2 separate regions of the Hordeum vulgare genome follow, and region 1 is linked to region 2. Evidence: chromatin contacts called from public Hi-C data. All regions are on one chromosome and are shown on one strand. The core of a region is the stretch at or near the end of the contact, and the rest is flanking DNA. Distances in the headings are between cores, read along the strand shown. Region 1 holds the start of LOC123409853. Region 2 has its middle 45 kb from the start of LOC123409853.

What was found. Hi-C and Micro-C count contacts between places; a contact is called where the count stands out from the background.
Region 1: a contact with region 2 is called in a Hi-C map of leaf, with 2.1 times the contacts expected there. The contact joins the promoter of LOC123409853 here to the enhancer-like site in region 2. A contact is called at or near these places in 4 of 6 Hi-C or Micro-C datasets (leaf, seedling and an unstated tissue).

The regions. Positions count from the first base shown.
Region 1 is chr7H:605,846,658-605,852,887 of MorexV3_pseudomolecules_assembly, forward strand. LOC123409853 reads left to right here and starts at 1,608. Exons shown (of 2, transcript XM_045102722.1): 1 at 1,608-2,052; 2 at 3,019-4,362. The coding sequence starts at 1,836. The coding sequence ends at 3,044.
Region 2 is chr7H:605,800,461-605,806,484 of MorexV3_pseudomolecules_assembly, forward strand. No RefSeq gene overlaps it. Among protein-coding and RNA genes, the nearest start is that of LOC123409853, 45 kb to the right of the region's middle. Within about 2 kb of position 3,286, at least 2 of the 3 cell types and tissues checked have open chromatin away from gene starts, as enhancers often do. A contact at or near this core is called in leaf, where this site is marked.

The DNA.
Region 1 (6,230 bases), core at 358-2,857, 45 kb after region 2:
CTGAGCTGCTGGATGAACGAGGACAATGGGACATGGCATACCTACGCCGTTACTTCTTACCAATGGATGTCAAGGCAATCTCTGAGATCAGGGCTTCTCCGAACAGACTAGGGCAGGATGTTATCGCATGGGCTCCAGATCCTAAGGGTTTTTTTTCAGTCCGGACGGCTTACCGCCTAGCTCATGAGGATATGCACAGAAAAACTATGAGTGCATCGAGCTGGGCACCTGATGGGTCAAGAGCTATATGGAAATCGCTATGGTGATGCCCTGCGCCTCCTAAAGTCAGGGTATTTGCATGGCGCGTCGCGACTAACTCACTGGCTATTGCGGTTAATCTTAAAAGGCGAAGCATTGGTTTGTCTGATATATGTGTTATTTGTGGAATGGAACCTGAAGATACCTTCCAAGCTCTCTGCCGGTGCCCGCTTGCGCAACGCTTATGGAGGGAGATGAGTAAGCTCTGGAGCATGCCCAAGCTGGAGAACATTTGCAACACCGGCTCCGAATGGCTGCTACACCTACTGCATCAATGTCAACCGACTGAGAGACTACCCACGCTGATGACCTTATGGCGAAGTTGGCACGTGCACAATGAGATCACCCATGGCAAGCTAGCTCCCCTTATTGAAGCGTCAACGAGGTTTCTTAGTAGCTACATGGAAACCCTGCTTTGCATAAAATATAACCCTCTGGCAGATATTACCAAAGGGAAGATGGCGGTCTCTCATCATCGGGATCCGGGGGCAAAGGAGGAGAAGCGGGAACGGGTGGAAGGGCCGGAGTTCAACTGGGTTAGAACACCGATGGGCTGGACAAAACTGAACATCGATGGGGCTTTTAACCCAGAACAACACACTGCTGAAGCTGGCATGGTACTTCGCGGAGAGGATGGCCAGGTTATCTTCTCCTCTTGCCGTTATCTTCGCTCTTGTTCTTCTGTCCTCGAAGCGGAGCTTGCTGCCTGTGCGGAAGGAATCGAAATTGCAAAAGCTTGTAGCTCGCTCCCTATGATTATTGAGACGGATTGCTTGGAGGCTGCGCAGATGATCATACAGGAGGAGACTAATAGATCACCATGCACGGCGCTTGTCATGCAAATCAGAAGAGCCCTAGATGAGGTGGGTGAACATGTGATATCACATGTAGTTAGAAATAGGAATAAAGTGGCTGATGCCCTTGCTCGGATCAACCGTGTTGATCAGCGTACGGCGGTGTGGCTTCGCTGTACGCCAGTAGAATTATCTGCCCTTTGTAGGAAAGACTCTTTTGAGCCCACTTATTAATGAAGGTTTTCACCCGCAAAAAAAAAAAAAAAATTGGTTCACGTATAGGCATATGAAAAAAATGCATGATGTATGCTTCAATTTCGTCCCGCTCTAATTCCTCGGGCAAATTATGGCAATTGCATGGGCCTTTTTTTAGTAAGCAATCAAATTAGAGCGCATCTTTTATTTTTGGAAGCAATCTAATTAAACAGCAATAAAATAATGTGAAACATTAGTATAGGACCTAATTCATCCGCATGTAATATACTTGGATGTAATCAAACTCATTAATGTACGCGGAAGGAACGTTTGCTCGCATGGTCCACGTTGCATTAGGAGCAGTGCTCGGTGAAAAGAATGCATTAAAAGGTAGGGGAAAAGAACGCGCCGTTTTGCTTCCCATCGTACGCAACCTCCCCTCTCCCTCGCTCTTTCCACCGGGCGGCGGCCGCACCACCCCACCGCGCGCGCAGAGCTCCGGGCGGCCGCCGGTTCCGAGCGTCTCCCTCTGCCTCAAGCTCCGGAACCCTAGAGTCTCTCCCCCACTCGGCCCGCCTCTCCGGTGAGATGCCGCTAACCCACATCGCCTTCCCCGACGCAGCTAATGGAAAGGAGGGACAACTTCCTCCGCCCCCGGCCCCCGACGACGCCGCGACCGCCGGCAGAAGCACCACGTTCCCCGCCGTCGGGGACACGGGCCACCTCACCTCCTCCTCCATCGCGGGCGACCTTCTCGGCTTCCTGGGCCAGATCCATGCGGCCTGCAAGCCCCACGAGCCTCTCGGTGAGCTCAGCCACACCCTAAGCATTGCTGCTTCCATCTAGTGTTATGCATTTTGTTCAACGCCGGTGACATGCAAATCAAACCAAGTTAACACGTCATAACTTCAGTACACGGGAAGTGGACGTGCAAAGTAGATCCTGATTATTAGTGCCTAAATCCTACAGAGGAAGAGTAACTATACTTCTTGCATCTTCCAGTTTTATGATGATATTCAACCATGCTGTAATTTATCTTACCACTTGGGTATGTGCTAAATTTTCGTAGAAACTTAGATAGAGGCACATTCCAGCAGTACTATCTGACAGTTGGATTGTGTACTCATTTGGTATGTTGCAAAAACGGATGATTGTCTTAGACCCTGCAGTCAGACCCTTCGAATTAAGTAATCGCCAAGTCAACATGCACAAGTGTATGTCCGATAGAATTCATGATGCTCTTTTCAATTCTCTGAACAAATTATTCAGCTCCTGGCATTGCCAATCCAGTGACGACCATGCCTTTTTCGATCATAATGATGGAGAAACTTTCTAAGTTTCCTTTCTGATTGCATCATCTATAGAACCAATGGACATGGACCATTTTGTTCAGTGCTCGAGTTACTTAGATCTCATGGTCTTTTCAGGTTTCTGACATTGATTTTGCCATAGAGATAGTAGGATCAGATATATATAGTGCGAGAAGTAGATGGTCTTGCCATGAGCTCTCGTAATGTATGGCCGTCGCCTGAGGAAAGGAAGAAGGTTTGTCTTCTGGACAAACTGTTTTCGCACACTTATATTCTGACTTTTCAAGGGTACATTTATAGAAAAAATATATTTATCGCATTTTTTTATCATTTGTGGACATTTTATTGTTGGGATCTTCATCTTAAAGGATTGTATAATCACTTATTAATTCTTTTGCACCAAGATGTGGATCTAAGTGGCTTTCTAACACCCTAATTTAACCCTTTTACTTTATATCCAGGTGACTGTAAATTTGTTAACGCTTAATGCTACCGCGGTTGGGGTCCATCATCCAGTACTCCGTTTGCAGGAGGTGGACCTGAAAGATTCTTAGTCAGGGGAGGAAGTACCAATGATGTCAGGCCTATAGAATGGACACCAGGAACCATTTGTTATTAGTTGATGGGTTCTGTTGTTTCTATTTGTTAGCAGAAATTCAGTGATTCGTAGTTGTTTACATGGTACAACCTTTCTACACCAAATGCACCTCACCCATCATATGATGACAACAAACCTTCTTCCTTTCTTCAGGTAAAAGTACTGTTTGCAAACTGATCATCAAACAGCTATGCGATCAGTGTATAGTTGTTACTCAGGTTTTTTGTATTACAGCTCTAGTTATGCTTCTTATGATATTTGGACCATCCATTCTTTCTTGACAAAGTCACTAATAGTTTATTTCTCCTGTTTTATATGTGTGTAGTGTCATTAACTATGCATTCAATTTTTTTATCAACATCCCTTGCTATAATTTTATTGTAATCGTATGATGCGTACAATCTCTCAAGCAATAAGAATTTTGATCTGAAATATCACAAGAAATAGTTTAAGGGTGCATTCCCATCTTGGTATTTGTTGTTGACATCAACATTTTTTCCATGTTAATTGTTTAGTTTAACTTGTTGTTACAGATTGCATTTTTTATATTTCTATGTATATTCCTTTTAACTAACATATCATTCTATTGTTATATCAGTAGCTATAACCGTTTAATACTCTTTTGGGACAATGAATCATATTCACATATTTAGTTGTCATGAACGCATGATCCATTAGAGGAATTACCTTTCAAGCAATCTGTTTATTGTGCATTTTTGGTGAGGTTTACAACGAGTCATGGGAGTAGCGCATGAGAGGCGAAGGCGACAACGGCAACGATTTCAATCGGTGGTACGCCTCCCTGTTGGAGGCGATGGCGTGATCCGGCCGTGCCACCTGACACCTGCTTCCTGACCGTGCTACTACACCAACACTTACCCGTTTGTATCACCTTTTGCTTGGCACTGGACTTTCGCTGTCAGGCCAAGAAGGAGGGCGACACAGACGACATCTTTGCAGGAATGAGTTTCCACAAAGGAATCGGAGTGGGAGGAGCAGATAAGGGTCGTTGGAAGCAAGGATGGATGAGGTGGCGGGGCTCAGCCTCAGTCGTCTAGCAGTCACTTGGTATACTTATGTCTCCTCTGTCTGTTTCTAGGAATCTTATATTCTTCCATAATCGTTTACAAATATGTGAGAACAAGTCATGGGAGCTTAATTCTGTTAAGCACCAATATATCACGCTCATCGAATCAGCCTATCATCACTTGCTGAATTTGTTTTCTTATTTCTCCAACCAACAACTTGCACCTGACTATGCTATCGCATATGATGTGGTTTATTCTCACGTGAACAACCAATATATTTAGTTGAAGAGGCTCTCGTCGCTTGCATGCAAATGCATCACACACTCATCGCTTGCATGCAGATGCATCACAAAAATCACAAAAAGGCGGTTAGGCAGACACGTCTAAGGCGGCGCAGCAAGGCTGCGCCCCAACAACTAGTATACTTGGAAGGTGGGAATCATGGCTGGCTAATACAGTAGGTCCTAATTCATCCGCAGTTAATATACTTGGAAGGTGGAAATCGTGGTTGGCTAATAAATATTTATTTCTAACAGGTTGAGCAATTGTAAACCTGATATACCTTCATATGATGATGAGTTAACGGTTGATGCTCTAGGTGCCGAGGCACCTAGGCGCACCAAACATTTTATGTATAGAATGCATCCTCACATCCCTAATTCTCCCCCACAATCCCCTCCTTGTCGAGCCTCGGTCCCGCCGAGCGACACAATTCGTCCACACGAACCACAAAGGCCGAAGTGATTGCCCGTCATACTTCAATGTCGGAATTTAGCTGCATGCACGTAGTCAGATCCAAAGGCCGGACAAATATAATACTCCCTTCATTCCTTTATCTGATGTATTTCATTTTTGGCACGGTCATCAAGGCACATAATTATAGAGGTGTTAAAATAAAATAAAATTTGACAAATTTATTGGTTAGTGGCAAGTAAATTATTGGGTCTAGAAAAGTAAGAGATACACGCAATCGAGAGAGAGATAATCTCTTTTTTTATAGAATTAGACATACATGCAATCATGAGAAAGATACTTTCCTTTTCTGGAGGGATAATAAGGAAATTACAAGGATTTACAAGAAATATGCACCTTATATTGTGGAATTTTATCAAAAAAACAAATACACTTTATATAAAGGAATGGAGGTAGTATCCAACATTAATTCGTGAATCATCGGTTCTGCATTGCCAAACAATAAGAGGTAGTACTGGATCCCATACAACTAAGGCCTTGTTTGGAACCACAATAGATTATGATAATCTGGATTATGAAGATAGATTATATAATCTGATTTATAAAAATAATCTAGGTGGACATGTTTGGAGGCCAGATAATAAAAACTGTAATCCAGGTTACATTCCATAATGACTTGTCTGCCCTCTGTTTTTTTTAAAAGAGGAGGGTGGCGGTGGTAGGAATGTAATTAACTCCAACTTTACAAAGGTAATGGGTCATTAGCAATCCATAATCTGATTTTAGCTGGGGTGGAGTAAACTATGAGTTTTTAATAATATATCCATCTAGTTTTTATAATCTACACCGTAATCTGTCCTGTTTGGAGACAGAATAAATTATAAAAACTGGATTATATAATCTGTGTGGTTTCAAACAGGACCTAAGTTGGAACAGACGAATAAATTAAATAGAACATTGTTTACCTATTCTAGATTTGCTAATTTTGATGAAAGATGCGATCTGGACGAAATATGTAGCCAACCATAGATCGGGGAGAACGTCCAGATCTAAGGTCATGACTGTTTCAGCTGTAACGGACTTCAAATCAGATGTATATTTTCCTCACTGGCAAAGCTGATTAGTCGCTGAAGTACATCGGGCCGTGGTTCAGGAAAAGTCACACTTGAGTTGCAAAGTTTTTCCATCACGCGATCTAATGTGCTGCTACTGATTGTCGCATGACTGGATGTTGTGAAGTTTTTCATCTCGCAAATGTAAGGTTCTGCTACTGATTGTCAATGAGGAACGCTCATGAATGTGAGATACTTCGAAACAAGGTTGGAACAAAGACAAAAAGAATGTGAAAGACATA
Region 2 (6,024 bases), core at 2,036-4,535:
AAGAGAAATACAGAAAAGATGCAGGTTGTTCGCATCGCAAAACCCTTGTCTTCCCTGTGTGATCTTGCGTGAGAGAGAGAGTGAGAGTTGATCCAATCCGTGCTTACATAAAATCCCTGTGGTGAATGAGGGGTAGAACCAAAAGAATGATTCTGTAAAGTTTACCTCTTGCTGATTTGTTTAGTGTTGTGGTCTAGTTACCTATTTGCCTGATACTTCATTGGTGATATAATGTACATATATTGGGACAATGACTTTCGAATCCATCCATATTAGATTATTTTTTGTTTAGCTGCTAACACTAATTTTAAGCAATATCTATTGTTTACTCCCTCCGTTCCTAAATATAAGTCTTTTTAGAGATTTCACTAGAGGACTACATACGGATGTATATAGACATACTTTAGAGTATAGATTCACTCATTTTGCTTCATATGTAGTCCCTTAGTGAAATCTCTTAAGGCCTCGTTTGGTTAAGAGGGATTGGGGAGGTTTTGAGAGAAAAATCCCTGGGAGGGCCAGAAACCCCACAGATCCTCGGGCACCCATTTGGTAGGAGGGGTTTGCTTAGCCCAATCCCCTCCGTTCCCCTTCAATCCCTTCCTATCCATGTGTTTCAAAACCCTCATCGGGGGACTAGTGGAAGCAAAACCCAGGGGTTTTGAGAGGATTGGGTGGAACAAAGGGATTCACCCAATCCCCTGAAATCCCTCCATCTCAAAACCTCTCCAATCCTCCTTAACCAAACGAGGCCTAAAAGACTTATATTTAGGAATGGAGGGAGTACTTTCTAACACATCGATATAAGAACTCGAATGTTACCCTGTAACTCGAGTTTTAGACCCTCAAATCTTCGTAGTCAGTCTTTCTTGAGTCCCAATGATAAATGATTTATCCTCTTCGAGTAAAAGGCTGTACTGGGTGTTTGCGAGAGCAGAGGTACACAAACCAGTCTTTCTGAACAGTGTTGCTCGTCGCAGATACTTGTCGAATACCGCCTTGGGATTGCGAGAGCACCTCTGTTTCTTCTGCAAACCAGAGCAGCCAATTTACCTGTCCAGGTACACAAATAACAGGGACTGTGAAACGTTGGTAGGCTCGGAGGAAAAGCATGTGCAGGATCATGAATCTTTTACAAGTCTGGCATAGGGCCGTGCATCTACCATACCGAAACGTCGGGGTCTGAATTTGATCCACGAGGCAACAACTCGTGCTGTTAAACCGTGTCTGAAGCTACTGCAAACGGGAGAAACAATACTGAACAAGGCTGAGACTTGTTCAGTCCAGATGGTGAGAAGAATCGCTTTCCAATGGTCTGGATTCGCCAGGCTCGCGTCGCGTGGCTTCGAGCCGAATGATTGCCATGCGCCGGCTGGGTTCTTCATGCCACACGACTGACAAGGACCTGTAATCGTTAGGAGGAGGAGGATTTCCTGCCACTGCCAGCCCAGGGAGGCCTGTGCAGCTGAGCTAGCTGGACATGGTGGGCAAATCTGATTCAGAGATTCATGCATCTCTCAACTTTCATCTTCCAAGGCATTGGCATCCTATGCAATGCTTATCTCTTAATTAGGAAATACAGCATGAACGCAATACCTATTTTCTCAGCCACATCCCTTTCTTCACGATGCCCCGGATAACTATCGCAAGTATCAAAAATGCTGCCACAATCTGAGTTTGCGGCCGCTGTCCTGTTTTTTCCTTGCCTTCAGTTATACCGGTCTTCCGGAGGTCGTGTAAACCTCAAAGCTGAGAACTCTTCATTGTGAACGAGAAAGACTAGTCCAGTTTCTTTCCTCTTTAAGTTAAAGAGAATTCCTCCACTGATTTTTCTCAGCCATGTATGCATTTCGAAGACACTAGACATTTTAATCATCAGCTACCTTTCTATGCTCTCTTTTCTGCCCTTGATGATGATCCAGTAGCCATTTTTGTTCTTACTAGCAAAAGAGCCCGTGCATTGCAACGGAAGAGAAAATTACACACGCTCTGAACGCAATATATTTTCACATGGCATCACATTTGTGTTGCCGACGATGGCTTTAGTGCTCATACAATGAAAACGCGTTTGAATATACAGTCACTCGGAATAAGATGAGAAATATGTTGTTTCCCCCCACGAGGTTTTCCAAAGGTGTGCATGTGTTGTTAACAATGTTTTCTTTCCTCTTAATTTGGTTTTAATTTAATGGATGTTTATTGCAATTCGTATCGTCGCCGGAAAGAGAGAAAAAAAGGACAGTGCACTACAAATTAAGTTTGCACCGAAAATAATATTTAAGAAGTATTCAACAGCTAAAAGTAACATCGTATTTAGATTCTACACATTTTTAATCAAATTTCATATATAACATGTTAAAATCGGAGTTACGATTTAAAAGATATGGATAATTTTGTTTTAGATAAATGTGGATTGATTAACTAAAAAGTTAGGGTATTTTTTGTTAAAGTACGGAGGGCGGGTTGATTACCTGAAACATCAAGGGGTTTTCGAAAAAATGCAAAAAAACGATTTGTTTTCTGACTTAAATCCGGACTGCGGGTTGATTACCTGAAACATCAGGGAGTTTTCTAAAAAATGCAACAAAGCCGGACTATGGTTTGAATACAGAAAAAGCGAGGGATGTTTTTGTAAAATGACCACAACAGGTGTCGCCTCTTGTCCCGGCTGGGCTTCAGCCTTTTGCATTTGATGCCCCCTTCCTAAAATAATATAAGAATTATTCCTTTTTCCGTAAAGAAGACTAAGGACAAAAAAAAAATCATTATTCTATTGTGCTCCAGTAAGACTCCGTCAGCTGGGAGTTGGGACCTGCTCAATTTTGTGCTTATATAGTTTGGAGATACACAGATAATAAGAGGGAAAGCATGTGCATGATCATGAGTCTTTGACAACATTGACACAAGGCGCATCTACCATAGTGAAACGTCGGGTCTGAATTTGGTCCTAAAGGCAATAAGTCGTGTTGTTAAATGGTGTCTGAACCTACTGCACACGGCAGAAACGATTCTGAGCTTCAGATCACGCACGGAACACGAAGCGCCTAGCAGCGAACGAGCAGAGTCGCTCTCCAACGAAAAAAGATTAACCACAATTCATTCTGACAGAAAATTAAGGACAAGAAAAACATAATTAGCGCTCGAGGAACTAGAGAACGTGTAGACTCCGTCAGATGAAAGTTGGGACTGCTCAATTTTTGTGCTTTCAGAGTACTCCTACTAGCACGTCCACACTGCACCTGTAGGCATCTAACTTTTGTGCCAAAAATCCAAGCAAGGGGGGAAGCATATGGTGTAATGAGAACTCATCCGATTGCCCAAGATAAGTGAAACTTCCATCTGAGAGCGATCTGTGGATGGCAATAATGGGGTTTCTTTCTCATCATGGGAAGCAAACCCAAAATCTCCTTCAAAAGAAATGCCGATTGAGATCACGTGAAGAAAAGCTTAACGACATGTGGAAGTGGGCCCCTCTCCAAGATGTTGGCGGATCAACCAATTATCTCCACCCCGATCCAGTGCGGACAGCAAGAAACTGGCCCGGTTCAAGCACCATTACAAAAGATGCAGCCCTTGATTGGTTTACATGAACTAGTGTCAATTACCTTGAACGGAGCAAAGAGTTAGCAAATTTATTTACCAACTGTAAATCGCAAAGGAGACAAGAGATGATTTGATAAGAAAAGAATAAGTAAACAATGCCATTTGATTATGTTGAGTGTGAGGGGCTTTAACCACAAAGCACTGTAATTTTCTTATTTTCTACAACCAATGTACACAATCATAATAAGTAAACTATTCCTAGGATATTTGGTACGCATGTACATTCTAGAAAGGAAGAACCTTTGTCAAGATATTTACAACTACTAAAATTGATACAAACACATATAATATGCTACAATAAATCTAAGAGGCACTAATCAGTCGGTAGATGAATGTGATTTTTTCACCTTTTTTATAATTTTGTTTGGTTTACACAATCTAGTTAAAAACTCCCAAACTAAAATCATATAGTGGTATTACTTCAATTGCAAAATATAATATGACCATAACACTTGTGTATTTGTAAAGTCATAAACCGAATAATATAATGGAGGAATTCAAATTTAGGTTTAAACATATAATGGTGTTTTTAATGTTGTCAAATACAACAAAATAGTGTTAAAACGTCTTACATTATGGGATGGAGAGTGTTAGTTAATCTTTGTGCTAAATTTAATATCAAAATTATCTAAGGTTTAGAGAACAAATAGGATATAAAAAAAGTAAAGATGTTTAGTCTAAATAGGTGGTGTATTTTTTTCAATCGTGCTGAAAGTTCACATGGTTGGTCATTTTGGACATGTAGGTCCTTAGATGTCGTTAGATTGTTATTGGGTATGACCCGCTAGGAAAGAGATTTCTCGTGATCATACGATACCAAATCATATGTTTGAGGACATACTTTATTAATATTGAAACTTGTCAAACGCTTTGTGCTTTTGGGACACCCGGTTCTGTAGTGTCTTTTCTCATGAAAGAAAGAACATGTCCGTTTTGTACGTACCCTATCTTCAGCAGCAAATTTCATTCTTGTTGCCCTCGAACGTCCTCGCTTCTTGCGTGGATTAGGTGGAAGCACATCGTCATGCAGTTCAGCTTCCAAGATGTTCTCATCTTCAATTTCATTAGCACACTCATCATCTGATTCCTCAAATAAATGCGTATAGCCTGTGTGGGCTTGAGGTATACCCTTAACATCTTCTTAGGTTGACATCAAACAGATCTCCTGTAAAGCTTCAGTAATTTTCCTCATTACAACATGGTATGCAACAAGTGATGCATCACCTTTAGATGATATGTCCACGCAAGCCTCGAATAATAGGGTATGACGGTGAGTCCTCGAAGCAGCTACAGCCATGTCGAAGTGCCTTTATTTCCTTCTCAGGCATTATAAGTCCGTCTTTTCTTGATGTATTTGTCTCAAAGAGTCCGGCAGCCAATATGCATCATAACCTAAAACAAAAATAAATCATATAAGTTTCGTCTAATTTCTTTTGAAAAAAAAAGACTAGCATAAAAATGATTGTTCATACCTTGCTTATGTGCGGGCATAATATGCCCATGTGTTCAAATAACCTACAAATACAACTGTATTTCTCTTCAAGTTTATTTACATGAACCGGAAACTCCAACTTGCTCCAGTTCTCCCTCGTATCACAATCAATGTGAATAGTTATGTATGTGCCATCAGCTGTGATTTCCTGGACAAGGTAAGACACACTCATATATACCAGGTCGCTGAACTTCGCAACCATGGCGTGTGTGTAAACTTTAGCAACTTTCCTCTCTATTGGCGAACTAGATATTGACTGACTTGCATCGTGTGAATACGTAAAGTTGCAACAACATGAGGTATGGTGATGGATCACATTTAGAGAATGAAAAAACTATATTTTTTATATTAGAAATATACCTTCGAAGTGTTGAACTGAAGTTTGTCCTCAGCCGCAATCATATGAGTAATAAACTTATCCTATTGTTTATGCATGGTTGATGATGGTGAAACCTAGGCTTTGAGCACATAATTCTTTTCTTTGAGGTCCATATTCATCCTTACATTTATGGCATGTTGATCATAGTCCATGATTCGTGTGAAGTAATCATGCTTGAGGTTTAACAGACCCAATTCCAAGTTGTCCAAGTAAACTATGTGAATGTAGAATATAATTATTGGCTGAAATTATATGCAAGCTGTTTATACAAACTTAGATTTGTTATGCAGTGTAAATACATGTAGAAAGATGACACATCCGTATATGTATGCACTAGTAGAAAAAGGGCCTTTTGTCCCGGTTCGTAAGGGCCTTCTGTCCCGGTTTCGGAACCGGGACTAAAAGGTTGTTACTAATGCCCTTGGCCTTTAGTACTGGTTCTTACACGAACCGAGACAGATGGGCCTCCACGTGGCCGGTGCGGCGAGCCCGGGCAGGGGGGCCTTTAGTCCCGGTTGGTGACACCAACCGGGACCAAAAGGCATCCACG